Regions from separate parts of the Mus musculus genome. Here regions 2 and 3 are each linked to region 1. The links are chromatin contacts, called in public HiChIP or PLAC-seq and promoter capture Hi-C maps. All regions are on one chromosome and are shown on one strand. The core of a region is the stretch at or near the end of the contact, and the rest is flanking DNA. Distances in the headings are between cores, read along the strand shown.

Region 1 (4,613 bases), core at 564-3,063:
TGACACCGCCCTGCAGAGAAGTGAGCCAAGGAGGGCTGAAGAACATAAAGCAGAAAAACCTCAAGGAATAGGGTTCAGCTCAGAGCCAAAGGTCCAGAGAGCTAGTCATTTCTGGTTTTGGAGGCAGTGAGGTACTAGCACCAGTCATGGGACCAGGTGTCAATAATTGAGCGGGTGCCTGCACAGACCGTGATCACATTTCTCCCCTCTGCCTAAACACAGCTAAAGCTAACCAAGACAAAGAAGGTACATCTAGATGCAGTAAAACCCTTCCTAGGCAGCAAATGCTGACACCCAGCTTCTCTGTCCCCATGCCCTCTGATCCTTACCTTGTGTGCCAGTTCTGTGAAGTTCTCTCCTGCTTGCTCTACAATGAAGCCCAGCCTGAAGATGGGACAGTATGGATCAGAGTCCTGATCAAACGTGCAGTGCTTCAGGTAGTCACTCTTCTGGCTTGCAATGTTGCCCCTAAGGAGAAGCAGAAAACAAACACCTGCTCCCAGCACATGCCTACATACTGGTCGGGCATTTGCAATTACTCCTCAGACTCACTTGGAGAACTTGAACTTGGGATAGTGGATGCTGTTCTTGATGAGGATGGTGAAATTTGGGGCCATTTTACCCAGAAAATGGCTGCAAAGTTACAGACAGTGGTTTAGTCTCCTTTCCCCCAAATCCCAAGGGCAGGAAGGAGGACATGGTCTCCCTCCTCCTCCCAGTTAATCTGATCTTCATCAGTAAGGAGAAAGGAGACTGCCGATGGGGTCTGTAGATCCTGCATACTTTTCAGAAGTCCCATCCTCCACCGGGCACCAGGCTGACACCTCGCAGGTCTTGGAGTCCCCATGGTAATAGGGTACACAGCGTCCTGTCCGAATCCCTACAGGACACACACTGGTTAATCTACTGAGGTCAGGCTAACCCTGCCTTCCCCACTGTCCCTGATGCACACTGACCATTGCCCTGCATGTCCAGCTGTCCGGCCACACAGTCGTCATCTAAATGGCAGGTAGAGCTGTGAACCCTCATGCTCTAGGGTGGAGATTGTAGGTTAGAGGGTAGACTCTGCAACTGGCCTAGGTTTTCCCAGACCACCCTTGACCGGCCTCACCTCTGGGCATGTTCCCAGGGTCTGGGAAGGAGTAACCTCGATCCTGGTGATGATGCTGACTACACTGCCCCCCTGGGTGCAGAAATAAAGGCGCGGTGGGCCTGTCAGCTCACTCAGACGGGTCACACCGCGGAGGAGCATCGGGCCTGGGGCAGGAAGCGCCGCACCTCCGGGGGCTTTACGTATTCCTCCACGTCCCACACTTTGTGTTCCGACATGGTGATCCCCTTGACTTTGGTGATGATGGAGCTCTCCGGACCGGTTTCGCTATCCTGGTAGCTTTTCTGCACGATGAAGACGTACCTGTGGGATAGGGCGGTGCCGGCTCCGGAGGCAACCCTGGAGAGACCAGGATATCCCTCTCCTAAAGCCCTAAGGGCGCCCGCACAAGCCCAGGGCTGAGTATCCCCTCCCGCCCGATTGCCCACTGTGCCCCGGCCGGCGCACCACACGAAGTAAAGCAGAATGAGCAGCTGCACCATGCGGTGCACGAATCCCAGGCGCCGATTCCGCACCACGATCACCTTGGGCGTCTCGTAGTCCCAGAACGCGGACCAGCAGCCCCGGGCCAAGCGCCGGACCATGGCCGCCCCCGCGGGAAGCCGGGGCTGTGCAGCGGCCATGGCCCAAGGAGCTCGGTCCACAAGAGCTGCTGGAGCGCCTCACACTCTCGGCCTCTCGTGGGCAGGCTGGGGGTGTGGCCTCGCTCCCCGCCCTTTGTGACAGTAGCAATCTAGTCCCTTTCCAGTCTTACTGAAGACTGCAGGTGCGGCGGGGTGCGGCTCAGAGTGCAGCCTGGTGGTGCAGTTGGTGGATCACAACTCCAGTTTGGTGACAAGAAGAGCGGAGAGGCCAGGCCAGCCCGGAGAGCCCCGGGAGGAGCCCAAGAGAAGCTCCACACTGGGCGCTTTCCTCATCACTCAGAGGATCAGGGGCTGACGGCAGGCACCCCAGGTTTCTCATAGCAGACACACAAGGGCGCAGCCCCAACCCTCATTTCTCCAAGGAACTGCCCAGCATTGGGATGTTAATTCCGCTTCCCCCTCCAACCCCCCCACACCCCTTGCAAACCGAAATTGTTTGCTGGTAACTGATCAGGTCTCTCCTGCGCCCAGGTTATTTGAAGCAAATACCAAACATCTTAATATGTCTCAGCGAGATGATTTTAAGCTGTCTTTTATGGAAATAAAATGCATTTAGCGTATGAACAACCCAATGAGTGTAGTACATGCTGCTGTACGTTGTGCAGTCCCCTTCATTGGACAACACAAAACCCGTTCTCCCACCTCAGAACAAACCCCTGTCCATAAAGCCGCCATTCCTGTTCCCACAGTAGTCTTCATGTCTCAAAAAGGTTTTTATTTGAAATACGATACCTACGTCTGGCTTTATCGTGTTTTCAAGATCCACCCACATCTTTGCTAATACTTCAAAGTAAGACCAGAGCAAATCCATCCTTGGCAAACCTGGACATCTCTTTGCTGTTGCTAATAGTACAGCTAAATTGCATATTTGAACTGTTTGATTAAATCTGACCAGTGCCTAGGGAGCAACGGCAATCTAATTTAGAACAACTGAATGCATAATTTTAGGGAATATTTTGTAACAAAAGACTGGGTCTTGGCCCATCTCAGACGCCAGTTGTCCAGATCCCTTCCAGACAGGACCTCCCCACCCGAAATCACCAAGCTGATCACATCCTTCCTGTTTTCCACCAAGGACCTTCATGGATCCTGGTGCCATTCTTTGTGAGTCCTTCTTTCTTAGAAAAGTCCTGCTTTAATTTGCCTGAGGCTGAGCATGCTTATACAAAACCAGTAATCCCACCACTTGAGAGGTGGAGACAGGAGGATTGTAAGTAGTCAGTCCTAGTCAATCATTAAAGAGCTAACAAGGAGAGCTGCTGGAGCTAGGTGGTGGAACACTTGTCTAGTACTTGTGAGGCCCTGGGTTAAGTCTCCACGCCCCCCACCCAGGGGCAAAAATCTCAAGTGAACGAACAGCCCACACACTATAGAACAGACAGAAGGATTGATAAATGAGAACAAACTGAGACTATTATCAGGGGGCAGAGTCAGCACCAGACATGAGCACCTGACTTAGGAGTGGAGAAAGGGAACTCTGGGTGCCTAAGGAGTTGTGGTCCTAGGGCGGGGTGGGGGGTGGGGAGGACAGTGGGGAGGGGGCACAAAGAGTGGGTGTCCTACACTGCTGGGTAGGGGTTTGTTTGGCTATTGGTAGCTGGTCTTGATTTGGAACAGAAGCAAAAAGCAGGAAAGCAGGTAAAGTATGGTGGGAGGCCATGTCCACGGAATCTCTACATTCTGTGCAGAGGGCGGGGCAGGAAGTGGAGTGGAGTTGAGTTACTGCTCAGAGACTTGAGGCCAAGTACCCTTGGCTAACCTGTAACCCTCTACTTCAAGGCTGACGTCTGCTTGGAAACTGCAGTTTGGCTGCTCTCGCTGCACAGAGGAGCAAGTGGACCTGAGGCAAGGAGGTAGGGCCACTGGGAACTCAGCAGTTCCAAAAACTACCTTTCTACTCCCAGGAATAACTCAGATTGTTCCTGTCCTGTGGTACCTGGCAGGAAACAGGAGAAAGATAGTCTAGTTTCTGGGTCTACCCAGCGGTTGCAATCATCCCTCTTTCCCCTCAAAACAGAGTGAAAAGTTCATTGTAAAATGGCTTCTTCTGAGACGGTGCACACCCTGGAAAACTCCTGCTTTGTACAATATGAAATAACTTAGAGAAGGGTGTAGCCTGATCTCAATAGCCCTCCGTGCCCAACAGAGCACATCTTCCCATTAAACAGTGCCTTTCTAGGCCCTGACACCACTCTTCCATCTGTCTCCGTGGACCTGATGATTCCCAGGCCCTTATGTAAGTGGCGTTCAACAGTATTTGGCCTTTTGTGACTAGCTGATTTATTTAACACGGTGCGCTCAGGGCTTTCCTGTGCAGTAGTCCTTTATGAACAGTGGTGATCTGTGACCCTTTTATACTGGGCTTCTCATGGGCAATAGCAGAGTGCTCTTGGGCTGTGTGAGGTATATCCTGTCCAACTTGGAAACAGGACCTTGTCAGGACTTAAAGGGAAGGTTGCGGCTTAAAAACAAAAATCGCTTCCTGGTTTCAAACACAAGAAGAACACGGCAAGTTTGAAATTCAAAAGCGTTCAGGTTGTGGCTCAATTGATGACATATGAAGCCTATTTAGCTATATGGAAAGAACACTGGCTGAGTTTGTACAATAGCTGTGGATCTGCTCCTTTGACTGGGACAGTGCTATGTGCCCTTGAGTTCCTGGTGGCAAGGGGCATCTAGGACCTTTGACTTGCTGTGAAGGAAACAAGAGTAGATTCTTTCCACCCTTAGCAATCGGTCCCATTCCTGCGGCTGGTACAGTCAACCACAGGCAGTGACTGGGAAAAGGAGAAGAAGGAGGTCCGTGGTCAGCATGGGGAACTCAGGGTGTCTCCCATTACCAATGAGAAGTACAATTG
Region 2 (5,051 bases), core at 1,193-3,692, 200 kb after region 1:
TCATTTTTTGTCTGTATTTGGGTGAGGTAATTGCATAATAGAAATCTCTTAATAATTATAAGGTGGGTTTATTAAAAACATATGATGGAATTGAAATAATGATTATTGAATCAACTGAAAACTTAGAGAAATCTTTATGACAAATGGAATAGAAATCATGCAGTCTCCCCGGGGCACATAATTATTCTCAGAATGGTGCATAATGCACACTGACTGAGAAAGTAGCCCTTGCAAGAATGGATTAGGGAAGTTAATGAATACACACGGATATGAAGACATTAGTTCAGGAACTCATCTATGTAGATGCCAAAACCCGAAGTAGTTAGAAAATAGAAAAGGTTGGTCAAGATTCAACCAGATTTAGTGCCAGTGGAATAAATTTTATTATGGCAGTGATTGTTCGGGACAGAAATAAAGATATTGTCCTTGTAGATTTGGATAAAAGCTTGTGGTAGGTGTTTAAGACACAGTGCCAACCACAATGATCACAGAGATGTGCTTAATTATGAGCCTGTAAGTTTAAATATCTGCCTGGGGAAAATAAAGCATACGAGAGAGAAACTTACAGAGAAAACTGCAGAGAATTTTGATCTGGTTTCTTGGAACATGTTTGAGGAAATAAAATTGAAACTGTATGTTTTATGACTTTGAAATGAAATAAATACAGAGAAGCTTGAGGTATCCAGAGCCTTCTGTACAACAAGCTTGTGGTCACCTTCATTGTGCCAACACCACATCTACGTCCCTGGGGATTTAAAATCTGCAGGCGTTAGACTCCGGCAATTTCTTTTTTCTTCTTTCTTTTTAATTTTTAGAGACAGGGTTTCTCTGTGTAGCTCTAGCTGTTCAGGAACCCACTCTGTAGACCCGAGTGGCCTTAAACTCATGATTTCTCCTGCCTCTGCCTCCTTCAGCAAATCCTACCTGTGTGTGTCACTACACAGGCCACATTTTCTTTGACAGGAAGGAGAGACTTAGAAAAGAAGCAGTGTGGCTTTTATTCCCGCTGCTTCCACTGAGAAGTTGGATGTCTCTAAGCTACACAGAACACATTGGCTTGTGGAGAAGACAGTGTGGAAAAGAATGCCTGAACCAAGAGCCAAAGCCTCTACCCATTCCCCCGAATGTGAACAGATATGACATGGACATACACACACACACATATATACATAGAAACTGCACACTGTGAACATACAAACACACACATGTATCACATACACATAGCACACGTGGATAATCACAAGGACACAGCACATGTATGCATATATATGCACCCACATGCAGACACATCACATACTACTCATGTGCTTGTACATTATGAAGACATCCCACGTATATGCACACACATATACAACATGTAGAGACATATCAGACACACTTTGTACATGTGCACATTCATATACAAAGGAAAGTTACGAACGCAGAAACACATGTGTAACACAGACACAAGCACATATCCATGAACACATATGCAAACACATGGGCACATACACAGTGAACGCATAAACGTGCATGCTTATACATGATATATGTGTGCGCACACACACGAGATACATGCATGCACAAATACTCATGCTGAACCAAGAGCTACAAAGTCCCACAGACCTTGTCCTTCTATGAGCAGAGCCCACCACAAAGTAAGCTCCTCGGAAATGCTCCATCATTTATTCATTCCACAAATATTTGCTAAGTACCAGCTACGTGTCAGAAACCATTTCAGGCACTGTAGATTCAGTGGTAGCCAGGTATAAAGGAGAAGCTCACAGTCTGTGTGATTCAGGCTCACAGCCCAGGCTGTGTGACTTCTGCCATCTCTCCTCTGATCCCAGCAGTCTCATCTACAACTGTTTGTTTGGGGCTAAATTAGAGATGGAGGGGCAGGTGTTTGTTGTTTTTCTTCTGGCTGAGCGTGCACCTGAACTCTGAGGACTTGGGACACCTGGTCAAGATTTGTGTTTCCTTTATTTGTTTGGCCTGATGCTACAATAGGATCGCTCAATCTACAGCCTACTCTACTCTCCTTTCTTATCCTTTGGTCCCAGAAGAGGGCAACCAATCAGGTTAGGTTTGACAAGGAGCGGTGGGCAGGCAAATCTAGGTGGCTCTGACTCATTACTGCACAAAGGCACCTCACCACACCCCAGCGTGCACCCCACAGCACAGTCCTGACCGGCGTTCCCTAAGGCTTCGTGTTCCTAGGGGTCAAGTCTGGGTTTTGTCCCCTAAAATAAGCCCAGGCGCGGAGGGCGGTCTGAAGCTCGGAGTGGTGCCGCGCCCTGGGCCTCGCTCCACGTGGGCCTATCCTGGCCAGGGGTGGCGCGCGGGATCGGTTTGGGGCGGCGGGCGGGGCAGCGGGCGCCGCGTGCATGCTGATGAGCGCAGGCCGCGTCACTGCGCACCGGCGCCGTGGTTTCGGGGCGCGCAGGAGCGGGGCGCGCAGGAGCCGAGCGCACAGGAGCGGGGCGCGCAGGAGCGATCGGGGCGCGCAGGAGCGGGACGCAGCAGCTAAGGCCTCGCGCTGCCTCCCGGCCCAGGAAGCTCCCGGCGGGCGGGCCCTGCTGACTATGCGGGCGGCGCCCTGTACCCGCATCCCCGGACGGTTTCTGCGCGCTGAAGAAGGGCGGGTCGCGGCGGCCTGGCTCGTGGAGCCCGCGCGGTGGTGCTGAAAGAACAGCTCCCGCCCTTGCCCAGCCCATGGTCCCCACCGCGGCCGGCCGCTCCCAGGCTCCTGCGGCCCCGGGGCCCCGGGGATGCCCGGCGGGTGAGGCGGCCCCGTCCGAGCCGCGCTCATGGCGGTGGCCAGGAAGATCAAAACTTTGCTGACGGTCAACATCCTGGTGTTCGTGGGCATCATTCTCTTCTCGGTGTACTGCCGCCTGCAGGACCGTTCTGAGGCGCTGGTGCAGGTCGTGCGAGGCACCGACCGCCGGATGCGCAATCGGCTATCCAAGGCGAGTGCTCTGGCCGACCGTGAGGCCATCCTACAGCGCCTGGACCATCTGGAGGAGGTGGTCTACAACCAGCTGAATGGTGAGCCGCGGGATGGAGGGGAGGCAGGGTCCCGTGTTAGGACACTACTCTATCCAGGAGTGGCTGTCCACACCCATCCCACAATATCTTCCAGGGTCCCGAGTGGAAGCTACCCTGGGTCCTGTAGAGGAAATGCTGGAGGCCTTCATTGGCAGAGGGCGGCGGTAATAGAGCGACTGCATTATCTACTCATCCTGTGAACACTTGGGAACTGTCCCTTGCCTCCCGCATAATGCCTCCAAAGTTACTACCCAAGAGAACTCTAACTTCTCAAGGAAGAGCCTCTGAGGAGTTGGCAGAAGGGTAGTGAGGGGCTCAGGCAATACCTAGATCCACAGTGAGGGAGGTCCAGACCGTGCCTAGGTTCACATTCAGGAACCAGAGGTACCTTACAAAGCTGTGAGGGTGAAGGTGACACCGAGGTTCCCTGCAAGGACCCAGAGAGCCTTTCCAAGCTGTGGGTTTAGACCGGACTCACTCCTCTCCCTGGAGATACGGAAGGAGGGGGTGATTACTGCCCATCTAAAAGTGATTGATCCCATCTTCCTCTGCATGGCACAGTGCGTGTCTTGTCTATTACAGTGTGACCTCTGGCCTGGAGAGCCACCTTTCAAGGATGCTCAGGGCTCCTGCAGAAAGTTCTGTTGTGGGAGAAACGGAAGGCACCACTGGTGCTGTGTGGAGAGATGGAGTCAAGTGTCCAGCAGAACTGGGTAGGAGCGGAGTGTTCACGTGGACTGAGGTCAGGGTGCCTGGGAACCTCTGAGGCACCAAAGTTTCTGCTTCTGGTGACCTCTTTGCTTTTCTGTGAGGAAAAGAGGGAACTCAGCATCTTTGTCACAGCAGGTCACAGTGGATGGTTGTAGCTGTTGGGAATGGAATATTTTACATTTTGGGTGTAGGATGAATGCACCAGCTCTGTCCCCAAGGACAGCTTTGTTAGGCTTCAGGAAGGAGACAATTGGTGCATGCCTGCAGCTCCAGCAGGCTTCTGTTCTGCGAAACAGCCCCAGCAAACCTCTTTCTGCAAGTGCTAGGAACTGGCTTCACTAGGCAGTGACTAGGTTGGGTGGGCATCTTCATCAGGGCTCAGGTCAAAAGTTTTAAGGGTCACTGGGGTCTCCTGAGAGAACTGGGTTCCAGGCAAGTGCCATCTGGGTTCCAGGTGGCTCGGGTATCCTCAGATAACAACCCCCCCCCAGCAGCTCCTGGACCCCCTAGCCATCCTGACCAGCCCTGTGGCTTCTCCATCAGCCACTCAGCTGAAGGCTCAGAGGAAGAAAGTTGAGTTGGAGCAGTGGCTTGGCCTCGCCACCAAGTGTGATTCATCTTCTGGAAGACGCTGGGTCCCGTAATAGCACGGAGCTTTATTGAAGTGTATTTGCCAGGGTGTTATGGTCTGTTTTATGGGGCGAACCAGAGGATTATATAAAAACATTGGCACCGTTTGCGCTTGTGTAACATCACGCTGGCCGGCCAGCCTCATGTGCTGTTTCCTTCCCTAGTTCCCCAAGGACAAGAGGGGCCAGTATTTGGTGAAAGGAAAGCTGGGACCCTCGATCACCTTTCCTGACATTGAGACGGGCAGAATGAAGTTCTTCCCTCTGGCTTATCTCCTCCCTGCTCCCACGCTCCTGACAGCTTCTTGCTTCTCTTCTCCCATTCCCTCCTTTCGTCACCTTTCCTTTATAGTACCTTTTCCTCCACCCCTCACTAAATCCCTTCCCTTTTCTTTTCCTTCTCTGGGCTGAAACAGCCATGCCCTCCTCTCTGATTCATAAGCTTAGCAGACTCTAAACTCAGTTTGTCATTCAATATTTGTCCTAGGAAGGAAGCAACACATTGGTCTCAGGTGGGCTCCTTCGGGGAAAGCACAGACTATCCAGGGGCTGTCTGTTTAAGTGAAGTCATTTGAGATATCCTTACCCTACTCCAGACTTGGCCCAAGGCCTCTGACTGAGGGCATGGAGGAAAGCCACGAGAGCTTCCTGGAGGAAGCTGGCCGCTCTCCCTGGCACAGC
Region 3 (4,761 bases), core at 944-3,443, 230 kb before region 1:
TCCCACTCAGGAACCCAGTTTGTGTGGCTGCGACGGGTACACAATGAACTCCGGGATCAGGAGAGGTCATGAAGTGAGCACAAGGGGGCCATGTAAAGGTCAGGGGTCATGTGAACTCTCCATACCTTGCAGTCCCTCCTGCTGTGATCCCAGGGCTCAGTCATTACATTAGACCCCAGTCACAGCCCCGCATCACAGGCCTGTGTTCCCCTCCATGTCCCCCTTCTCCCCAATATCCCCTCTACACACCTCTGGCCCTTACCTGACCCCATGATGTACCGGGAGCCCCAGCCTTGCTGGTCTTGCTGCCCAGAGTCGGTATTCACAGAGGACCTGGAGGGAGGCAGGTAGGTAGCGCATGAGGGGAGGGGAGGACACAGGGAGCACCCCTGTCACAGCGTCCAAGGATATGTGCAGAGGACATGCGGGGAGGAACTGCGGAGAGCACCACCTGCCACCTGTTGCAGCATCTACAGTCACGCGAGAGGATACGCAAGGAGGACATGTAGGGAGGACATACGGAGAGTACCCAAGGACATGTGAAGAGAACATGTGGGGAGCACTACATGCTGCATCACCCACAGACTCCCTGAGAGGGCAGGTGGTAAAAACACGAGGGGAGGACATGCGGGGAACATCACCCGCGAACCTGAGGAGCGGGATCTCTGCCAGCGCCAGCTGCATCCGGGCCTCCCTCGTGCGTGCGTTACAACGGAAGATATGCAGAACTAGGGTGAATCTGTCGAACACACGCAAACCCCAAGCGGACTCCAGCTCCTTCTGAGGAGATGGGGGCCACGCAGGGATCAGTCAGGGGTCACATGGTGTCATGGGTCATGTGAGGATCAGGGGGGACACAAGGGAACCTTGGTCGGTGGCGCCATCCTCTCCACGTTCAGGAACACGGACGTGATGTCCTGGCATCCCTTGATCTTTTCTGGAGCACAGGGAGTGGCCCGTCATGGGGTTAGGAGGAGGACGGGAGGCAGTCTGACCCATCCTACACCAGCGCAGGTGAGGCGCATGCCCAGCGGCCAAAGGTGAGGTACCGCTCACCTGTCACGTCCTGAAAGTTGCCCTTGCCGAACACCAGCCTGCTGCCAGGCGCTGCGCTGGGCACCACCAGGGTACTCGCGACCGACCATCCTGGAAGTGCGCGCACCAGGGCGGCCGCCTCTGCCACCTGCCACTCCGCTGTGAGGACACAAGGGTCCATCCAGTCAAGGGCCGAGCGGGAAGACCTCGGACCACGGCGGTGGACAGGGTTAGCTCTGGGATGAAACCGCGCCCGCGCAGAGTCCGCATCCCCCGCCCACACCATGTCCCCACCCTGCAGCTCACATCACAACCCTAAGAAGCTCGCCAGGCCATGATCCAAAGCTCTACCAGGGAAAGGCAGAACCTCTAGGACTCGCCCCCAGCGCCCAATGTTCCCCCCCCCCAGACTCCGCCTACAAATTTAGGATAGTCCCGCCCCAAGGTCCCACCCGGAGCACGCGCAGCCTCACCCATCGGGCAGGCCCAGGTACCATCACATGCTCAGCCAGATCACGCCCCCAGCACGCAAGCTCGCCAGACTCCGACTCCACCAGGAGAGCAGCCACGAACCCAGCACATCCCAGACTATCCACACTCTCTACCGTACGCCCGATGTCCATCATAGTACCCTGCCCCCAGTGCTCCTCCCTCGGCTTCTCCTTCCTTTCTCGTGACTCCGCCCCTTCCAGAACTAGGCGTCACCGCCGCCCCAATTCCCCGTGGCCTTCCTGTATAGCACTAGTAAGTTTCGGCCTTCAGGTCCTCGCCCCTTCCGGCTTCCCTGCTCAATCCCCACTCTCGCCCTACCCGATACCTGTGCTTCGAGGCTTTTTTCCGGCCGGGCGTTTGACGTCAGGATGCAGGACGCAAACGCGCTGTGTATCCAAGGGCAGGAGGGGTGGGGCGCGGAGCAGCTCATCCTCCTCTTCCTCTTCGTCCTCACGGGGGTCCTCCTCGCCCCCACCACGGACGGGACCGCCCCCCGCCCACGCGCTCCCCCAGACCCGGCTCCCGGCGTGGACAGTGCGGACGGGACTTGGCAGGGTCACCGCGGGGCTCCGAACGAGTTGTACGCGGCGCACACGCGGGAGCCAGAACCCCGGGAGCACGGCGGCGCGCAGAAAAAGCATGGCGCGTGCGCGCGCAGCGAGAGACTGCGGGGGCGGGGGAGGGAGAGCAGGGAGGGACGGGAAGAACAACAGGGCGCATGTGCGTGCCGCGAAGGGTGGCTCTGGGAGGATCGAGAGCAGATCGCTTACCCGCAGCGAAAAACTTGGATAGGGGCGGGGTCAGGGAGAAAGGACAGCAAGGCGCATGCGGCGAGGGGCGGGGCCGAAAGGACAATGCCTCTAAAACAAAACAAATAAAAATAAGCCTAGTGGTGGAAGATCTGAATAGAGTTAGTGTAGGCACAGCAATTTCAAAAGGAACAACACAGGACTCAATAGAACTCAGGGTTTGGCCTATGACAACTTTTATGAAGACAATAAAGTTAGGTATAAAGGACATAGGCTATTGAAATAATCTAGCACTGAATGTTAAAATAGAATTCAAATAAGTTATAAAATGTGTTAGCTTTTATGCTTAGTTATAAGAAATTACAAATATTCATGTTTCTGTTGAAACTTACTTGGGCCACAGGAAACTCTCCTCAACACAGAGGAAGATGGAGTCACAGATGGTAGGCTAGAGGATGTTCAGTACCAAGAACTAGAAGGAACTAAATGGAATATATCTGTGACCTGGGATAGCTGCGCGCTCTCTCTCTCTCTCTCTCTCTCTCTCTCTCTCTCTCCTGTGTATCTTTTTTTCAAGTCATTTATATATTTTCTGGAGTGGAGTTGTGGGGACATATTCATATAAAGTAGGAACAAATCAAGCCTTGGGATGTGTGCTGCTGACAATCCATTTAGCTTACTTGCCTGAAGCAGGGAACTAGGGGATACAAAACAAACAAACAAAACAAAACAAAACCCAAGCTGGAGATGTCTCTCAGACTAGTAAAGAGACTGGCTGCTCCACTGAACATAGTCATGATTAAAATAGTTCAAGATGTCACAGCACTGGTTGCTTCTCCAGAGGACTGGGGTTCAGTTCCTAGCACTCACATATTTGGCTCTTCATGAGTATCTTCCTGGATGCAGACAGTAGTGCTGAAATGTCTAATTTGGGTATAGAAGCCAAGAACATCAAGAGATATTTAAAAGTTAATGAATTCTTCCTTTAAATTATCTGCTTTGGGTGACAGAAAGATGGCTCAGGGGTGCGTTTCCAGAGGACACAAGTTTAATTCCCACCACCCACATAAGAGCTCACAACAGTCTTAGGAGGATCAACACCCTCCTGGCCTCTGTAAGCATGCACACAGTGCACAAGCATATAAGGCACAACACTAATATACATGAAATAAACAAATACATTTTAAAATAAAAAAGAGTTTTAAGAAATAAAATAGGACTGGAGAGATGACTCAGTGGTTAAGAGCACTGTCTGCTCTTCCAGAGGTCCTGAGTTCAAATCCCAGCAACCACATGGTGGCTCACAACCATTTGTAATGTGATCTGATGCCCTCTTCTGGTGTGTCTAAAGACAGCGACAAGTGTACTCACATACATAAAATAAATGCATCTTTAAAAGAAGAAGAAGAGGAAGAAGAAGAAGAAGAAGAAGAAGAAGGAGGAGGAGAAGGAGAAGGAGAAGGAGAAGGAGAAGGAGAAGGAGAAGAAGAAGAAGAAGAAGAAGAAGAAGAAGAAGAAGAAGAAGAAGAAGAAGAAGTAGTAGTAGTAGTAGTAGTAGTAGTAGTAAAATGCTTCAGGCCAGTGAGACAATACAACGGTAAGGGCCGAAGAAGAAGAAGTAGTAGTAGTAGTAAAATACTTCAGGCCAGTGAGACAATACAACGGTAAGGGCCCTTGCTGATGACATCGTCTTAAGGGAACATGAAGGCTGGGGGTGGGGGGTGGAGGGGTGGGTCCGGAAGTGAAGCCCATCCTTCAGTCCCAGGCACATTTGCCCCAGTGGATCTCTGGGAAATGTAGTTCTACATCGACACTTCCTCTACTGGGCCACACCGACTCTGCAGCTGTTAGGTCTGCAGTAAGCCCTAGTGAAGCTAGTGACAGATGACGTGATCCTGTAGAGAGCTAAGTCTGTATCCAATCTGGTCTTTGGCAAACTCAAAGAGCGTTTAGGCTCTGCCTGGAGCAGGTGCGGAGCCATTGGAGAGGGGAATTGCGCATGCGCAGAATGGCGGTCCCGGTTTTGGTAAGGATTAAGGTGAGGCGGGCCCTGAGCACTCTTGAGGGATTGTGTCCAACAGCCTGGTAGGAGGTTGGGGCAAGAAGAGGTGGCTGAAGGAGGGAGTGCAGGAGGAGGGTGGGAGAAGGTGACGGTGCCATTACTGATGCTGCACCCTGTCAGGGACAATAAGGCACGCGGATTAGATGATGGAACATCCGAACACAGAACATTCTGGCCTGTGAGAACAGGTGTCAATGCCAGGTAAATGAAGAACTAGTGGGATTCCCCAGACAAGTCTTGTGGGGCGGGAAGGGGTTGCTTTGTATGTTTGTAAACCAGTGAGTCCCGGACGGCATGTATGTGTGCTCTTTTTGTTGGTGAAGACAGTAATCATCAGTCATTCGGGTGCCATAAGGACCCTGTCTTCCTGAGAAACAGCAGAAATGATTAAATCTTTCACCTTTTGGATTCTAGGAGAGGCTC

The links. Promoter capture Hi-C pulls out the DNA fragments that hold promoters and counts their contacts. HiChIP or PLAC-seq counts read pairs in DNA pulled down with a chosen protein or histone mark.
Region 2: a promoter capture Hi-C map of embryonic stem cells shows a contact between it and region 1, with 6 times the contacts expected there. The contact joins the promoter of Galnt9 here to the promoter of P2rx2 in region 1. A contact is called at or near these places in 10 of 39 promoter capture datasets (the HPC-7 cell line, cranial neural crest, embryonic stem cells and 4 more), 1 of 15 datasets of contacts at CTCF or cohesin (embryonic stem cells), 6 of 484 Hi-C or Micro-C datasets (cortical neurons and embryonic stem cells), 9 of 115 datasets of contacts at active chromatin or transcription factors (astrocytes, double positive thymocytes and embryonic stem cells) and 3 of 9 other capture datasets (adipose tissue, embryonic stem cells and liver).
Region 3: a contact with region 1 is called in an HNF4G HiChIP or PLAC-seq map of pancreatic cancer cells. The contact joins the promoter of Gtpbp6 here to the promoter of P2rx2 in region 1. A contact is called at or near these places in 1 of 484 Hi-C or Micro-C datasets (embryonic stem cells), 1 of 115 datasets of contacts at active chromatin or transcription factors (pancreatic cancer cells) and 1 of 9 other capture datasets (adipose tissue).

The regions. Positions count from the first base shown.
Region 1 is chr5:110,341,222-110,345,834 of GRCm38.p6, forward strand. P2rx2 (purinergic receptor P2X, ligand-gated ion channel, 2) reads right to left here and starts at 1,814. Exons shown (of 11, transcript NM_153400.4): 1 at 1,559-1,814; 2 at 1,279-1,414; 3 at 1,112-1,183; 4 at 957-1,032; 5 at 784-880; 6 at 553-633; 7 at 330-468; 8 at 1-10. The coding sequence starts at 1,734. Lrcol1 (leucine rich colipase-like 1) reads left to right here and starts at 3,509. Exons shown (of 6, transcript NM_001310709.1): 1 at 3,509-3,608.
Region 2 is chr5:110,541,913-110,546,963 of GRCm38.p6, forward strand. It overlaps Galnt9 (polypeptide N-acetylgalactosaminyltransferase 9), which reads left to right and starts at 2,443. Exons shown (of 11, transcript NM_198306.3): 1 at 2,443-3,030. The coding sequence starts at 2,790.
Region 3 is chr5:110,106,004-110,110,764 of GRCm38.p6, forward strand. It overlaps Gtpbp6 (GTP binding protein 6 (putative)), which reads right to left and starts at 2,194. Exons shown (of 10, transcript NM_145147.5): 1 at 1,853-2,194; 2 at 1,057-1,194; 3 at 867-937; 4 at 650-780; 5 at 263-333. The coding sequence starts at 2,168. Zfp605 (zinc finger protein 605) reads left to right here and starts at 4,089. Exons shown (of 5, transcript NM_001163996.1): 1 at 4,089-4,314.